Linked DNA regions of Mus musculus: regions 1 and 3 are each linked to region 2. A link is a contact called in public promoter capture Hi-C data. All regions are on one chromosome and are shown on one strand. The core of a region is the stretch at or near the end of the contact, and the rest is flanking DNA. Distances in the headings are between cores, read along the strand shown. Region 1 overlaps Ttc7b (tetratricopeptide repeat domain 7B). Region 2 overlaps Nrde2 (nrde-2 necessary for RNA interference, domain containing). Region 3 overlaps Ttc7b (tetratricopeptide repeat domain 7B).

Region 1 (4,284 bases), core at 803-3,302, 270 kb before region 2:
ATGTTGCCTCGTGACTGGCATCTGGAGTTTATAATATATTCAACTGGTTCCCAGAGGCTAGATTAGCCCCTCTCTTCCAGCTCTGCCAATAGCAGCACACACAGCTTCTTGCATGAGCTTAGCCAAGCTTCAGTCCACACCTGTAGCTTTCCATGGCAGATGTCCTATGGCCCTGGCATCTCCAGTATTCTCAGGTCTCCAGTGCAGTTTAGGATTCGCCTCCACAAGTTCACACAGAGGCCTCTTAGGGCCTTTACACGGGGGTGACAGCCCCACCACACAACAGCTCCTTCATGACCCCCTCAATCTTGCATCTTTTGCACCTTCAAAACCAGTGTCATGTGATCACCATTTCCCACTTCTGCTGTAGGTTCAAGATGTCTCTGATGGATAAGGTTTTGCCCTCAGAATACTTTTCCTAGTATCCCAGTGCAGTGAAGGAACTTTCTCTGTGATGGTACTGAGCTCTTTAGCAGTTATATCACCAGTCTGAATACCATACTGCCTTGAATGTTTCTCTGCCCAACAAATCAGTCCATTAGCATTAAGCTCAACCTCAGGTTCTCAGGACATGGTCAGCTTGAAGTTAGATACTTAGCCAAAGTACTCTACTAACGGCTCCCAGTCTGGTTCCCAGTAAGTGCATGTTATCCTCTGAATTCTCATGATCTAGGCCTCCATTGTCTGAATTTCTCTCAACATTTTCCTCTTTCCATGCTTTTAACAGAATGGTCCAATAAGCTTTGCTTCCAGCATGTAATTGCTTTGTACCCTAGTGTATCAAAAGCTGCTGCTCTCTAGCCACAAAACTATTCAGAAGTCTAAAGCCCATATGCATGGTCAAGTTTTTCACAACAAAGTACTTTCAATAGTAATTCTTGTTTTAGGTTGGTTGGTTGGATTTTCTGTTTTTGTGATAAAATATCCCAGCAAAAGCAATTCAAGGGAGAAAAGATTTGCATGACTTATAATATAATTACAGGTTCCAGTCCATCAACCAGGGAAGCCACAACAGCAGGAGCCTGAGAGAACTGGTCACATCATACCCACAGGGAATATCAGAGTGCAGTGCAGTGATGTGTGCAATGCTCCTACTCAGCTCTTTTCTCTAATACAGCCCATGACCTGAGAGCTTAGGGAATGATGCCGCCTGGGTGGGTCTTCCCGCCTCAGTTAACAGTCAAGGCAACCCCTCACAGACAGTCTCAGAGGACCTTCTGGGTCTTCCCACCTCAGTTAACACAGTCAAGTCAACCCCTCACTGATAGTCTCAGAGGCCCTTCTTTCAGGTGAATTTGGGTCGTATCAAGTTGACAGTTAGTTGACAGACATCACAAAGGCTATGTGTGGAAATTACATAAGCCAACACTTTTTGTTGAAGAGATTATTCTGTTCCTTGTTGAATAGACTCACCACTCTTGCAAAAGCCAGACTGGCTGAGTCTGTGGTCTTTATTTTATTCCACAGGTCTATACGCAAATAAGCATCAAGTTAGCCTGGGTCCTCAAGCTGCGGTTTAATCCCCTTGGCTTCAGTGCTGTCGGACACTGCAATCTCTAGAGTCTTTAGAGTGTGCTGCAGTCCTTATGGCCCTTTCTTTTCTTTCTGTAGCTCTCCTAGAGAGAGTGGATAGAGCGGCCCCCGACTCTCTATACTTGTTCCTCACCTAAGCATTTGCTGCACATTTACTTTGTATACAGTATACAGCCACTGTCCTCGTGCCACCAGAGTGCCACCTCTGGCTCCTCACTTCCCTCTGCAGCCCTTGCATCCATACGCAAGGTGAAGCCCCAACTACAGTCTAAGGGTTAGAACCTGGTGTCTCAAGCCAGGTCAGAGAGCTAATACAAAAATCCAAAGAGGGAAAGCAGCTGAGAGGGAGGAGGTAGAGGAAAGGAACCGAGTTTAGTGCTTTCTGTAAGGCCAACAAAGAACAACTGCATTGGCAACACAGCAGAGAGTATTGGATTCGAGTTGCAACCAGGGCTCCTATACTCTTCACACTTAGTCAAGCTGACTCATAGAGTTAAGAAGGTTGACTGCCAGAAAATGACACGTGGGACCATTGAAAATAACCCACTTTCAGCCAGACGTGGGGGTCCATGAGTCCCAGTGCACAGGAACCAGAGATAAGCAGATCTCTGAGTTTGAGACCAGCCTGATCTACAGAGCTAGTTCCAGGAAAGCCAGGGCTATACAGAGAAACCCTGTCTCCAGAAAACACCCTTTACCCCACCTTACACACACACACACCCAAAAAAAATAAAGAAAAAAAAACCTCATTTTTTATTCTCACTGTGGCCAGAAGAAATAATGTCTTTTAAGTTAAGCTTTTTCCAAAGCAATAAAACTTGGCGATCCTCTGCCTGGAAGTAGCCTTGCTGTTTGAAAGCAAAAAGAGGAATGGGGAGGGGTGGGGCAAGGATACAGAGGATACTGTATTTTATTTCTAAAATAAAGAGGCGGAAGCTTGAGCAAGCTTTGACATTGTGTTTTCCCACAGATGGGGAGGGAGGCTTGTTTGTTGTCTGAGCCCTGAGAGCATGACTGTTGGACGCTTTTTCCTGGACCCACTCTTCTCTGAAGCAGATTGCTCAAGCTCCAATTTAATCTGTACTTTCAGTTTTAATTAAATTAGAAATAATAGCATCATGAGACCTAGATTCTGATTTCAGCCTGACACTGTGTGACCCTAGGCAGATCTTGTTGGCTTTCTGAATCTTCATCCTCATATTTGTAAAGTAAGAACAGAGTCAGGTTGCCTTGGTCACCACACACCCTATGATTAGGGTCTTCTGTGTATACAAAACAATGGTCCCAAATGGCTAAATAGGTTAGTAAATTTTCATTGCTAAAAGAATCAACATGTTACTCATCTACCTTGTTAATTTTTAATGTGTTAGTACACAACTATTAAAAATTATATTAATCACATTTAATAATATACTCAATAAATAATTCAAGAAAGGCAGTTTTCCTAGGAAGGGCCCTGAGGTCTCTGCAGTGAAAACTAAAGGAAGGAGTCCAGGCTGGTACCGTTCTCCTAGCAGGGTGGCTTCAGCTTTGGGCATCAAGCCAAGTGTACAAGGTACCTGATTATTTATTTCTGCCCTTTCTCCCCATGGGTTTTGGATGCTGAGTCTTGTTCTTGAGTTCCCAGAATAGGCCCTGGCTTCTCCCTGCCTGCGGTATTGTGCAGCTGTCACTGCCACACACACAGTTGGTGTGATCGAGCTTTACGTACAAGGAAGGTAATTGCTAAATCCCTTTCTCATGCCAGAGGAGCAGCCTGTTCCCGGAACCCTTCAACTATGGCTTCCCATGAAAAGCCAAAGTAAGAGAAAGGTGAAGCCCTTATTCCAGCAGGAAGTAAGTTTGCAAATGACATACTGACTGTTCCCCATATGATGAAGCCTTTAGCCTCCAAGGGATGCACTGCTACATATCCACAGCATCTGGCAAGTGTCGCCTGGGCTTTAGAGGGTGTCAGAATGCCTGTACTTCCTGGAAAGTTGGCATCCTGCTGCTAAGTTCATCTTCACTTCTAGTGACGGAGATGATTCAGAGGTGTCCACAATGCTCTAGCTCTCTGAGCCACATCCCTCTCACCTCCAACCCCAGGCTCATCCTCCTTCTTCTGACACCACAAGTAAGCAGGGGACAGAGTTCCACTCAGGCTCCTGGCAGTCTCCCAGGCCCAGGAACTCTCTCCTACTTCCAATCAGAACCCACAGATCTGCTGCGACGTCGTGTCACAAGAGCAGCCGCAGCAGCTGTCACCATTGCAGTGCTTGCTCTGCCAGACACTGTGGGTGCACTGTCCACGGCCGGCTTCTGCCCCACTGATAGCTCTGTGGTTGGAGGGTGAAGGGTGTTGATTAGCCTGGGCCATCTGTCCTCAGAGCTCGTGTTTTCTCTCCCGCCATGCTGGGTCTGTGGGCTCCAACAACTTTTTCAGCTATGTCCCTTCCTCCCACTTCTGTGCCCTTGTACCTGCTGCCTTCTGAGAAGTCTCTTGTCATCGGGACTTCTCTTCCACTAGGAATGCTGTTGAATTATGAGTGTTCTTTATTGTATCTCATTAGCATACGTCCTCACCAACCTCCTTACACACATTAAAACTGACCATTTTTTAAGTTATTTATTTATTTATTATATATAAGTACACTGTAGCTGTCTTCAGACACTCCAGAAGAGGGCATCAGATTTCGTTATGGATGGTTGTGAGCCACCATGTGGTTGCTGGGATTTGAACTCTGGACCTTCGGAAGAGCAGTAGGCGCT
Region 2 (4,460 bases), core at 1,166-3,665:
GAGGACAGCACCAGCTCCCAGAGTTTGACCAATGTGCTCGAGGCTGTCAGCATGATGCACACAAGCCTGCTGCGATTCCACATGAACGTTTGTGTTTACCCTCTGGCTCCACTCCGAGAGACCCTCTCCGATGCTTTAAAGCTGTATCCGGGCAACCAGGTTCTTTGGAGGGCTTATGTACAGATTCAGAATAAGTCCCACAGTGCTAACAAGACCAGAAGGTTCTTTGACACAGTTACTAGGTCTGCCAAACATTTGGAGCCTTGGCTATTTGCAATCGAAGCTGAGAAGCTGAGGAAAAAGCTAGTGGAATCTGTTCAGAGGTAATTACTGGCAGTCTCCTGCATGGGCTTCACAGACCTTAAAGGGAGGGTTGCTGTGTTTGCAGCCCCTTGCCAGGTCTCAGGCGTGGCCCAGGCTCTGCCACACCTGGTGTGACTGCTTTAGCCACGACAGTGACGGAAGAGTGAATCAGACCTTAGGAAGTGGCTCCACCTGACTGGTTTCTGGTGTGTCTGAGGTGCTGTAATGAGAGCCTCGTGCTGTCAGGTGTAGACTGTAGAGGCTCTGATGCAGGTACCCGCTCTGCTGCTTGTCACCTGGGTGATTTGGGGCAAGCACGTCATTTCCCCTCCTGTCAAATGTATTTGCGGAAGAACTGACTTCCTGGGGTTTCCTGTCAGGTCCAGTGCAGCAGGTGCTGCCCAGCGGCTGCGAGCCTCCCTCTGTCAGCCTCCCTGAGAACGGCCTCCTGTTTCCCATGCCTCCTTTGACAGCTTGTTACAGCTGAGGGCTAGTGGTCATCTGGGGACCGTGTCAGCGTAGGAATCGTTGTTCCTTCTGGGCTGTTTGCTCTGCATCACATCAGTGAAATCCTGATAAACTGAGGGATACTTTATTTTGCTTGGTTTTTGTCTCTTTCAGTGATATTTATTCACTTGATCTGAGTCTTGTCCATTGTAAATTGAAAGACCTTTTCTTTCCCAAGGGAGGCCTTTCTTTCTGATTAATGGGGTTGTGTGTGGTTCCTGGGCAGGGTCAGCATAGCGAAGAAACACATTCTTGGCCAGTGTCCTTGCTTATGCCACACCTATACTGGCTGCCGGCATGCTCACCCCTGAGGGACAGAACACCTCTGAAAAGCGGATCCAGACGCCGCTGCGCTTCGCCATTGCTGAAGTATGTCTTCCCGCTGGGATGTCGGGCACAGAACCTGTCTTAGAATGACCTGAGTTCTTTCCTTGCAGGGTAGGAGGCAGAGAGGTCCATGCAACAATCCCCGAGACTGGCCTTACGCATCGCATCAGAGCTTTGTTTGAAAATGCGATTCGGAGCGACAAGGGCAACCAGTGTCCCCTACTGTGGAGGATGTATTTGAATTTTTTGGTAAGAAAAAAATTTTGGACTCTCTGGTTTTGCTTTGTTAAAGCCCCGTGTCTAAATTTATAAGTAGACAAAACTGCAGTTGTCTGTAGCCAGGCCTGGGAAGCAGGGCCTTATTCCCACCCCTCCCTGGGGGCGTGGGTTAATTTTTATGCGAACCCGACTGAGCGGTGTCTCCTCTTTCAGGATGTTTGGAAGAATGAAATGCAAGAGTGATTACTGGCTTTCTCTGCCTTGACCTTGTTAAACTAGTGACTTGGGAATGGCCCAGGAGCTTTTAGGTCAGAGAAGCTGACATCCTTGCTTTTCTCTTCACAAGAGCCTCCTGGTCTTGATTCAGCTTTGTTATCAAAAGATAAGGATCGGTCAAGAATGTGAAATTTTGAGTGGGACGTGTAGGTCATCCGTTCTAGCTTGCCAGGCCCTGGGGTCAGTCTCTAGCACCACTAGAGAGGAAGGCAGAGGAAGACAGTCTGGCCTGGTTCTTAGAAGCCATGTGGGTGCCTTCCCTGATCTCCACATCAGCCCCGTCTGTACTGAAGGCCTGAGGGACCCAGAGGACGTGTTCCCCAGTTCAGCTCTTGGTGCATGGGGCAAACAGGCACAGGCTTAGGTGCAGAGTGCTGAGTGCCTAGGTCTGGGCTGCGGCCTGCACAGTCATGTGTGTGGGGGTGTGTGTGTAGATGTGTGCACGTACATGTGGAGGCCAAAATGTCAACCTTGGGCACTGTTTCTTGGGTGTATTTCACTGTTTGTTTGTTTTGAAGTAGGGTCTTTCACATGGCTTAGAACTTAGCAGCAGGCTAGGCCGGCTTATCCGAAATCCCCAGGGCCTTGCCTGTCTCTGCCTCCCAGTGCTGTGCTAACTAACTCTGTGCTACCACGCTTGCTTTGTGGGTTTGTTTGTTTTTCACTTGTGTTCCGGGGAACTTGGTGCTTATATGACAAGCGTTTTACCAGCTGCACTGTGTCCCTAGCACTTAGAGGAATTCTTTCGAGCCGGAAGCCTAGGTTTATGGCTGAATTCCATGCAGAACAGAGGGTTGCATGGGGAGATGGTATTTATGGTGTGTCCTGATTTGACTGCCTGGCAGCCTGGTACAGCTAACAGGAAACTCTGGCTTTTGTCAATCTCTTTCCCCCGTGTCTCAACCTTTCTAAGCATAGAAAGGAGCCTTAGAGCAGAGTGGGATACTTGTCTGTTTATCAGCTTCCTGTCCCAAGTGTTTAGATGGACACAGGAAAAGGTCAGGTGACAGTGCTTTGACTGGGACTGCAGGGAGCTGGGTATGCGTGGGCTGGATACAAAAAACTGCTGTTGATTTGAAAAGAAAGGTCTGGGCCCTTAAGGAGTTTGTATCTTTGATGAGGTGGTGTTAAAACCAAGGATTAATTAGAGCAGTGACTTACCTGGCAGTTCCTGAGGCATCTGAGTGGGCTCCTAGCACTTTTGTTAATTAACTACAGTTGAGAGAGAGAGAGAGAGAGAGAGAGAGAGAGAGAGAGAGAAAGAGAGAGAGAGAGAGAGCTCCCTTGCTCCAGTGTGAGGTGTGGGCTGAAGTGTCAGAGGACAGGAAAGAGCTGCTGTGTGCGGCTGTCGGGGAGGGTGGCTTGCTTGAGTCCTCTGGATGGTGTGCAGGCATGCTGCGTGCTAGCATGCTTACTTTTTCCCTGCAGAAATGTTGGGCGTTAAGCCCCATCCTTGGTTGGCTAGAGAAGGAAAAGGAGTCAGACAAACAGCAGTTAGGTTTCCTCCTTAGGCTGACCTTTGTCGGGCGGCAGCCTCAGTGTGAGGGGACCTCCTAGCTGTTAACCGTGTGTGCACATCAGCACTTTGAGCCAAGCTGGTGGCGGTGTTGAGACAGTGGCAGCTTCCTCCAAGACTCTGGCTATAGCCGGGCGTGGTGGCACACGCCTTTAATCCCAGCACTCGGGAGGCAGAGGCAGGCGGATTTCTGAGTTCAAGGCCAGCCTGGTCTACAAAGTGAGTTCCAGGACAGCTAGGACTACACAGAGAAACCCTGTCTCAAACAAACAAACAAAAAACAAAAAAAAGAGAGAGACTCTGGCCGTGCACTTACACAGTATGGAAGGACATTTAAGTAGATAAGCCAGTCAGCCGTTACGGGACCAGATATGCACAGTGGAGGAAGTCCCACTACATAAAAGGGGGCTGTGGTATTTCTCGGTTGTCACTGTTAGACTTTCTTTACCTCCTTGTAATTGCTGTTGATCTGTTGGCCACTCAGATCTTAGGCCATTTTTAGAAAGGCCTTCATTTTCAGGGCTAGGAGAAAACTCACTACACACTGAGTACTGAGTGTTCTCCTTCCCTCTCTACACCTTCTTCCTCTCACCCATCCTCTGCCCGTCTTTTCCTCTCCTCCCCACTCCCCTCCTTCCCTCTTAAGCAGAGGCAGACGGAAGCATCTGAGCAGCATAGGAACATCACGCCATGGTGCAGCCTAGGCAGCAGCTGTGCACACTGATATCCGGCTGCCTCTAGACTCTGATGGCAAATTTTACTCTCAATAAGTAATGGGCAAATTTGCCTTTTGATTTTTACTTATTCATTGTCTTGAGACAGGTTGGTTTAGGATTTGTTATCCTCCTGCCTCAGCCTCCTCAGATGTTTGTCATGTAATGCCTCTCAGAGAAATGATGTAACTGGTACCCAGGGGATGCCAGTTTCTTAATTCTCTGAAGATAATGTTCTTAAAATAGAAGATGACTTTCCATGTGCCAGGTCCTCAGCCTCACCTCACGAACACCTCACCCCAAGCACTCTCACTGACACCCAGGTACAATAGTGTCATAAAGGGGACACAGGAAGTTAACAGCATCGTGTGATCTAACACGCTGAGCCAGAGTGTTGTCTGCCACTGGGAACCATCCCCCTGCTTGCCAAGATGGTGTCAGCGCACATGCAGGCTGGCTTCCGGTGTCTCAGGGCAAGCGTAGATAGTGGTGTAGTAGCCTTGGCTCCCCTGCCTCCATTGCTCACGCTACTCTCTTCTTAACTCAGGTTTCCTTAGGAAACAAAGAAAGAAGCAAAGGCGTGTTCTACAAGGCCCTCC
Region 3 (4,570 bases), core at 594-3,093, 300 kb before region 2:
CAGGAGATGTCACCATCACCTTCCCCGCAGAGTAAGTAGGTCCAGAAAGTTTCTTATTCACCTCACATGACATCAGTTATCTTTTACTTAATTATGCCTGTGTGTGTGCTTGCGTCTCAGCAAGTGTGTACCATGGCCTTACCCCCTTAGCCATCTCACTGGCCCGGCTGTTGCCTTTTATCATCTTAGGCCCAACCTGGGAATTAGGATCTTCATGGGCTACTCATTGCATTGTTGGCTTTCAAAACCTAGCCAAGGGAGTGAAGGAGTCAACTAGGGAATGTCATTTTTGTCTTCAAAGTAAAATGATTCTAAAGAAATAAAGATTTTCCTTCCTATAAATTGGAAGGTAGAGCTTAGTATTATCCCCTCCCCCAATGGTATACTTTTGAAGATGTCTTAATTAGGGTTTTCCTGTGGTTAAAAACCATGATCAAGAGCAACTTGGGAAGGAAAAGCTTGGTTAAACCTTACAGTTTTTAGACCATCATTCAAGGAAGTCAGGGTTGGAACTCAAAGCAGGAACATGGAGACAGGAATTGATGCAGCAGCTATGGGGAAGTTCCGTCTATGGCATGTTCTTTATGGCTTGCTCGGACTGCTTTCTTACAGCACCTAGGACCACCAGCTCAAAGGTTTCACTGCCCATAGTGACCTAGGCCCTCCTACATCAATCATTAATCACCAATCATCAATCAAGAAAATGCCCCCATAGGGTCATCCACAAGCCCAGTGTGGTGGGGGCCTTTTCTCAGTGAGGTTTCCTCCTCCCGCATGACTGCAGCTGACACTGACATAAAACTAGCCCTCATAGAGGATGATAGCCTTGATGAGGGGTGGCATTTAAAAACACTTCCCCAGTGTATTTTACTCACTTTCTCTTTTCATAGCAAGTCAGTGAGCTGTAAAATAGATAAGAAAATGGAGAGAGGTTCCCCTTACAGAAGATTGAAACCCATGAGGTTTGGCTACAGAGTCAGTACTGTTTCGTCTCTCATAATTTAAGTTTGCAGATAAACATAAGGATTCCTAAACAAATGCACAGAAAGGCAGTTTCCCCTGTGATCGATCCACACGGTTAGTTTGTTAAAAGTATTATTACACTAAGGAATCCAAGAGTCCATTGGATTCTTTTGGGCTTCTGGGATTAAATTGAGACTCATTAAGGCTCTGGCGAGATTGCTTAGAGGATAAGAGCAGTCGCTACTCTTGCAAAGTACCGAGGCTCAGTTCCCAGCATCCACATCCAGAGAATCAAGGGCCCTTTTCTGGCCTCCATGGGCACAAGGCATGCAAAAAAAAAAAGTACACTTTCATACATTCAGACAAAACACTCATAAAATACAAATAAATCCTTGAGAAAATTGCCCTTCGTTAAGATACAATTATGTTCACGAGAGAGAAGGTTTGTTTTTCCGACTCCCTGGTGAGTTTCCTGTGGAGGCAGGTTTTGATGAACGTTGATGTCCTTTGACTATTCCCTGAGGTTGGAAGGAAGGAGGATTGAAGATAGGACGAGCTTTCCTGTGTTTCTCATTCCTCGGAGGCTTGGGGTCTGGCGGTGTAAAGAAGAGCTGAGAGAAGGATGAGCTGTCTGCAGCCCTCCGGCTTCTGCAGCTGCTTTCCTACTTTGTGCACTTTTTCACTCTGGGCTTTCTTTTGCATGTGTGTTAAATGGATTCCTTCATGTCCCTGTGATATGTGATATGAACTAGAAGGCACCCTCTGTGTCTGGTTTGATGTGTTCCTGTTACCTCACGCTGCCTGGCCAGCTGACCAGTTATACACTTTACTTCCCATTTGTCATGAGGAAGCCTCCCTTGGTGGAGTCATCCAAAAAATGTTGTTAAGCCTACGACAGCTCTCATTAGATTGAGATGAGACATCCAGAAGCCTGGCATGCTTGGTCACTTCCTAGTGTCGTGGCTGTCACACCCTCCATTGCTATATCTAGGCTGCAGCTGCCTTGCTCTGTACAGTCCTTTGCTAATGAGGCCAAGGTTGTGAGTTTGATCCCTGGCCCCTGACTACAGATGCCATCTGTCTTCACAAATGCATGCCACTGGATCTGAGGCAAGAGTGCGTTCAGAGGGAGAAGCTAGGCTTTGCTCTGGGAAACCTGAGTATCCTTTGGTACCAGGAAGCATGCTGTTTTCATTCCTGATGTGGAGGTCTACTTCTGATGTCACACGTTTTCAGAACAGATGACACCAAGGTTTGTTGACGTGAAGGAGAAGCAAGATTCTCAAGCTGGGATCTAAGAGTTACTGACTTTCAGAACATAGATGGATGATATCTTTTTGTGTTTCTGTCGTTTTAAATGTTGACGGTGCCCACAGTGGTGAGTGGGTATATCTTTCTCTGTGAGAGTCTGCTTTAGCTGTTCCCTGGTAGTCACAAAACTTGACAGGGAAAGGGATTTCAAAGCAGGCTCCTGCTCACTCTTTTCTTTCCTGAGGGTCTCCTGGCTTGCTCCTGTGAGGCTGTTGAGACCAGGAGAGATAGGTACGGGGGTGGGGGGGACCCAAAAAAATAACAACAACAAAAAACCAGACTTTGCTCTCGAGGTGTTGAGTTTGTCTGGTGAACTAACATGTGGCGAGTGCTGCTAGGTGCGTTTGCAGCTGTGCTGGGACCCTCCTCCCCTCCCCCAGGAGGCAACACTTTTCTCTTCAAAAGGAAGCCAGGAAACAGCCAAGTGAAGCTTTGGCTTTGGTCCCTTGGACTCTGGACACCAAGAGAAACATGTGGAGGACAAGGACAGAAGGGATTTTCTACACTGCCTGCAGGTTTCCCCTTTTCCAAACCTTGACATGCCCATGTCTGTGTCTCTAAAACGCGTTAGCTTCAGATTCATGGCAGACATGTGCTGTGGTGTAGGAGGAAAGCCTGCTTGGCCTCCATACTACACGGAGCACTGTCTAGGCTGCTAAGACGGTGTGTTATTGCGCTATCTGCCAGCCTGAGCTTAGTGAGGTGGAAGGCCAGAGGCAGGTAGCAAGCACATCTTCCATGGATTTGGTCGGTGGACTCCCAATGGTTCAGCAGATCTCTAGCCTGCTGCTGTCTGAGGAACTTGGGCTACCGTGAGGTAGGGATGGCAACCCTGTTCACTAGAGCATCCTTGGGGACCTGCAGAAACCTGAGAGGAAACCAACCGCTCAATAGGAAAATGCTCAGCTGGTGAAACAACCTACTTCTTATGCAGCTCAGCCTGGCAGTAGAGAGAAACTAGAAAAAGTCAAACTGCTGCTTTGCTCCAGAGAGCTGTTGTATTGACTCATCTTATAATTGATTTTTGCTTAGAAATTCTCGACCAGAGAGAAATTGAAATTGAGTTTACTATGGAAAGCCTGGCTCCCTTTCCTTACCATCCAGAGAGTTCATATTGAATATGAAGACTCCTATTTGCAACCCAACTTTGAGTTTTCATGACGACTGAATTTATATTACTGTCCTGAGCCAAACTCGGAAGTCAGTAGATAATTAGAAGTACATGGTTAGGGGTTAAGAGCACTAGCTGCTCTTGCAGAGGACCTGGGTTCAATTCCCAGGACTCACATGACAGTTCACTGTTCCAGGGTATCTGATGCCTTCTCCTGACCTCTGTGGGCACTGCATGCATGGGGTACACTTATATGCATGCAAACAAAACACTCATAGACATAATACATACATACATACACACACACACACACACACACACACACACACACAAAACACATACATACATACTGCATGGGGAAGGAGAGAATTTTTCTTTTTCTACTCGTCTTCTAAGAAATGAAAAGATAAATAAAAGAAAGATATGTTAAATTTGACATTGTTAGGCCATCGGAGTCTGAAAGATTCTCAAGTCCTCTCAACCATCTCAGCCTTGGTTTTCTGTTATGAGCTGATGTTGGAGCTCTGGCTCTTTTCAGAATATATCTCCCTCTTGTTGGATAGGACTCAGGAGATAATATCAAAAAGCTATAACTGTTCAGAGTTGTAAAACAAAATTTATGCCATTGTAAACTTATGCTAACAATGAATTTGGAGCTCAGCACTGGAAAAAGCTGTTTCAGAGCTACAGAGGGAGATCTGTACAGAGGGGGCCTGTGCAGTGATGGAGCTTCAAGTGAAGATCTTAATATAAGAACCAAAGCATTAAGACTGCTGGTGGAAAACACTTCTAGATATTGACATGGAACATTCTGCAAAAATAATCCTCCCATAGCATAGGAGATCATTTTTAGTTTTTGTTTGTTTTTTAATATTTAATTTATTTATTTAATCTAAGTACACTGTAGCTGTCTTCAAACACTCCAGAAGAGAGCATCAGATTTCGTTACGGATGGTTGTGAGCCACCATGTGGTTGCTGGGATTTGAACTCAGGACCTTGGAAGAGCAGTCAGCGCTCTTAACTGCTGAGCCATCTCACCAGCCCCGGAGATCATTTTTAAAGGAATTGACAAGTAGGGATGCATAAATTTAAAGGCTTCTTTATAGCAAAGGAAGCAATCACCAGAGTTAAGACAGACTACAGATTGGGGGTCTATCTATGCCAAATAAACATTAGGCAGTGGA

Evidence for each region. Capture Hi-C pulls out chosen DNA fragments and counts their contacts.
Region 1: a contact with region 2 is called in a promoter capture Hi-C map of adipose tissue. The contact joins two enhancer-like sites. A contact is called at or near these places in 2 of 484 Hi-C or Micro-C datasets (bone marrow-derived macrophages and embryonic stem cells) and 2 of 9 other capture datasets (adipose tissue and liver).
Region 3: a contact with region 2 is called in a promoter capture Hi-C map of adipose tissue. The contact joins two enhancer-like sites. A contact is called at or near these places in 1 of 15 datasets of contacts at CTCF or cohesin (the NIH/3T3 cell line), 8 of 484 Hi-C or Micro-C datasets (CD4 T cells, the G1E-ER4 cell line, LSK cells and 5 more), 5 of 115 datasets of contacts at active chromatin or transcription factors (T-cell acute lymphoblastic leukemia, bone marrow-derived dendritic cells, embryonic stem cells and 2 more) and 3 of 9 other capture datasets (adipose tissue, embryonic stem cells and liver).

Annotation. Positions count from the first base shown.
Region 1 is chr12:100,391,554-100,395,837 of GRCm38.p6, reverse strand. All of the region lies in intron 9 of Ttc7b (tetratricopeptide repeat domain 7B), which reads left to right. Among named protein-coding and RNA genes, the nearest start is that of Gm51958, 44 kb to the right of the region's middle. Within about 2 kb of position 2,052, at least 23 of the 459 cell types and tissues checked have an H3K27ac peak or open chromatin away from gene starts, as enhancers often do. A contact at or near this core is called in adipose tissue, where this site is marked.
Region 2 is chr12:100,126,221-100,130,680 of GRCm38.p6, reverse strand. Nrde2 (nrde-2 necessary for RNA interference, domain containing) reads left to right here. Exons shown (of 14, transcript NM_001290303.1): 11 at 1-323; 12 at 1,248-1,386; 13 at 4,409-4,460. Among named protein-coding and RNA genes, the nearest start is that of Psmc1, 18 kb to the right of the region's middle. Within about 2 kb of position 2,415, at least 52 of the 459 cell types and tissues checked have an H3K27ac peak or open chromatin away from gene starts, as enhancers often do. A contact at or near this core is called in adipose tissue, where this site is marked.
Region 3 is chr12:100,423,739-100,428,308 of GRCm38.p6, reverse strand. The region is part of intron 5 of Ttc7b (tetratricopeptide repeat domain 7B); the gene reads left to right. Among named protein-coding and RNA genes, the nearest start is that of Gm36375, 69 kb to the left of the region's middle. Within about 2 kb of position 1,843, at least 31 of the 459 cell types and tissues checked have an H3K27ac peak or open chromatin away from gene starts, as enhancers often do. A contact at or near this core is called in adipose tissue, where this site is marked.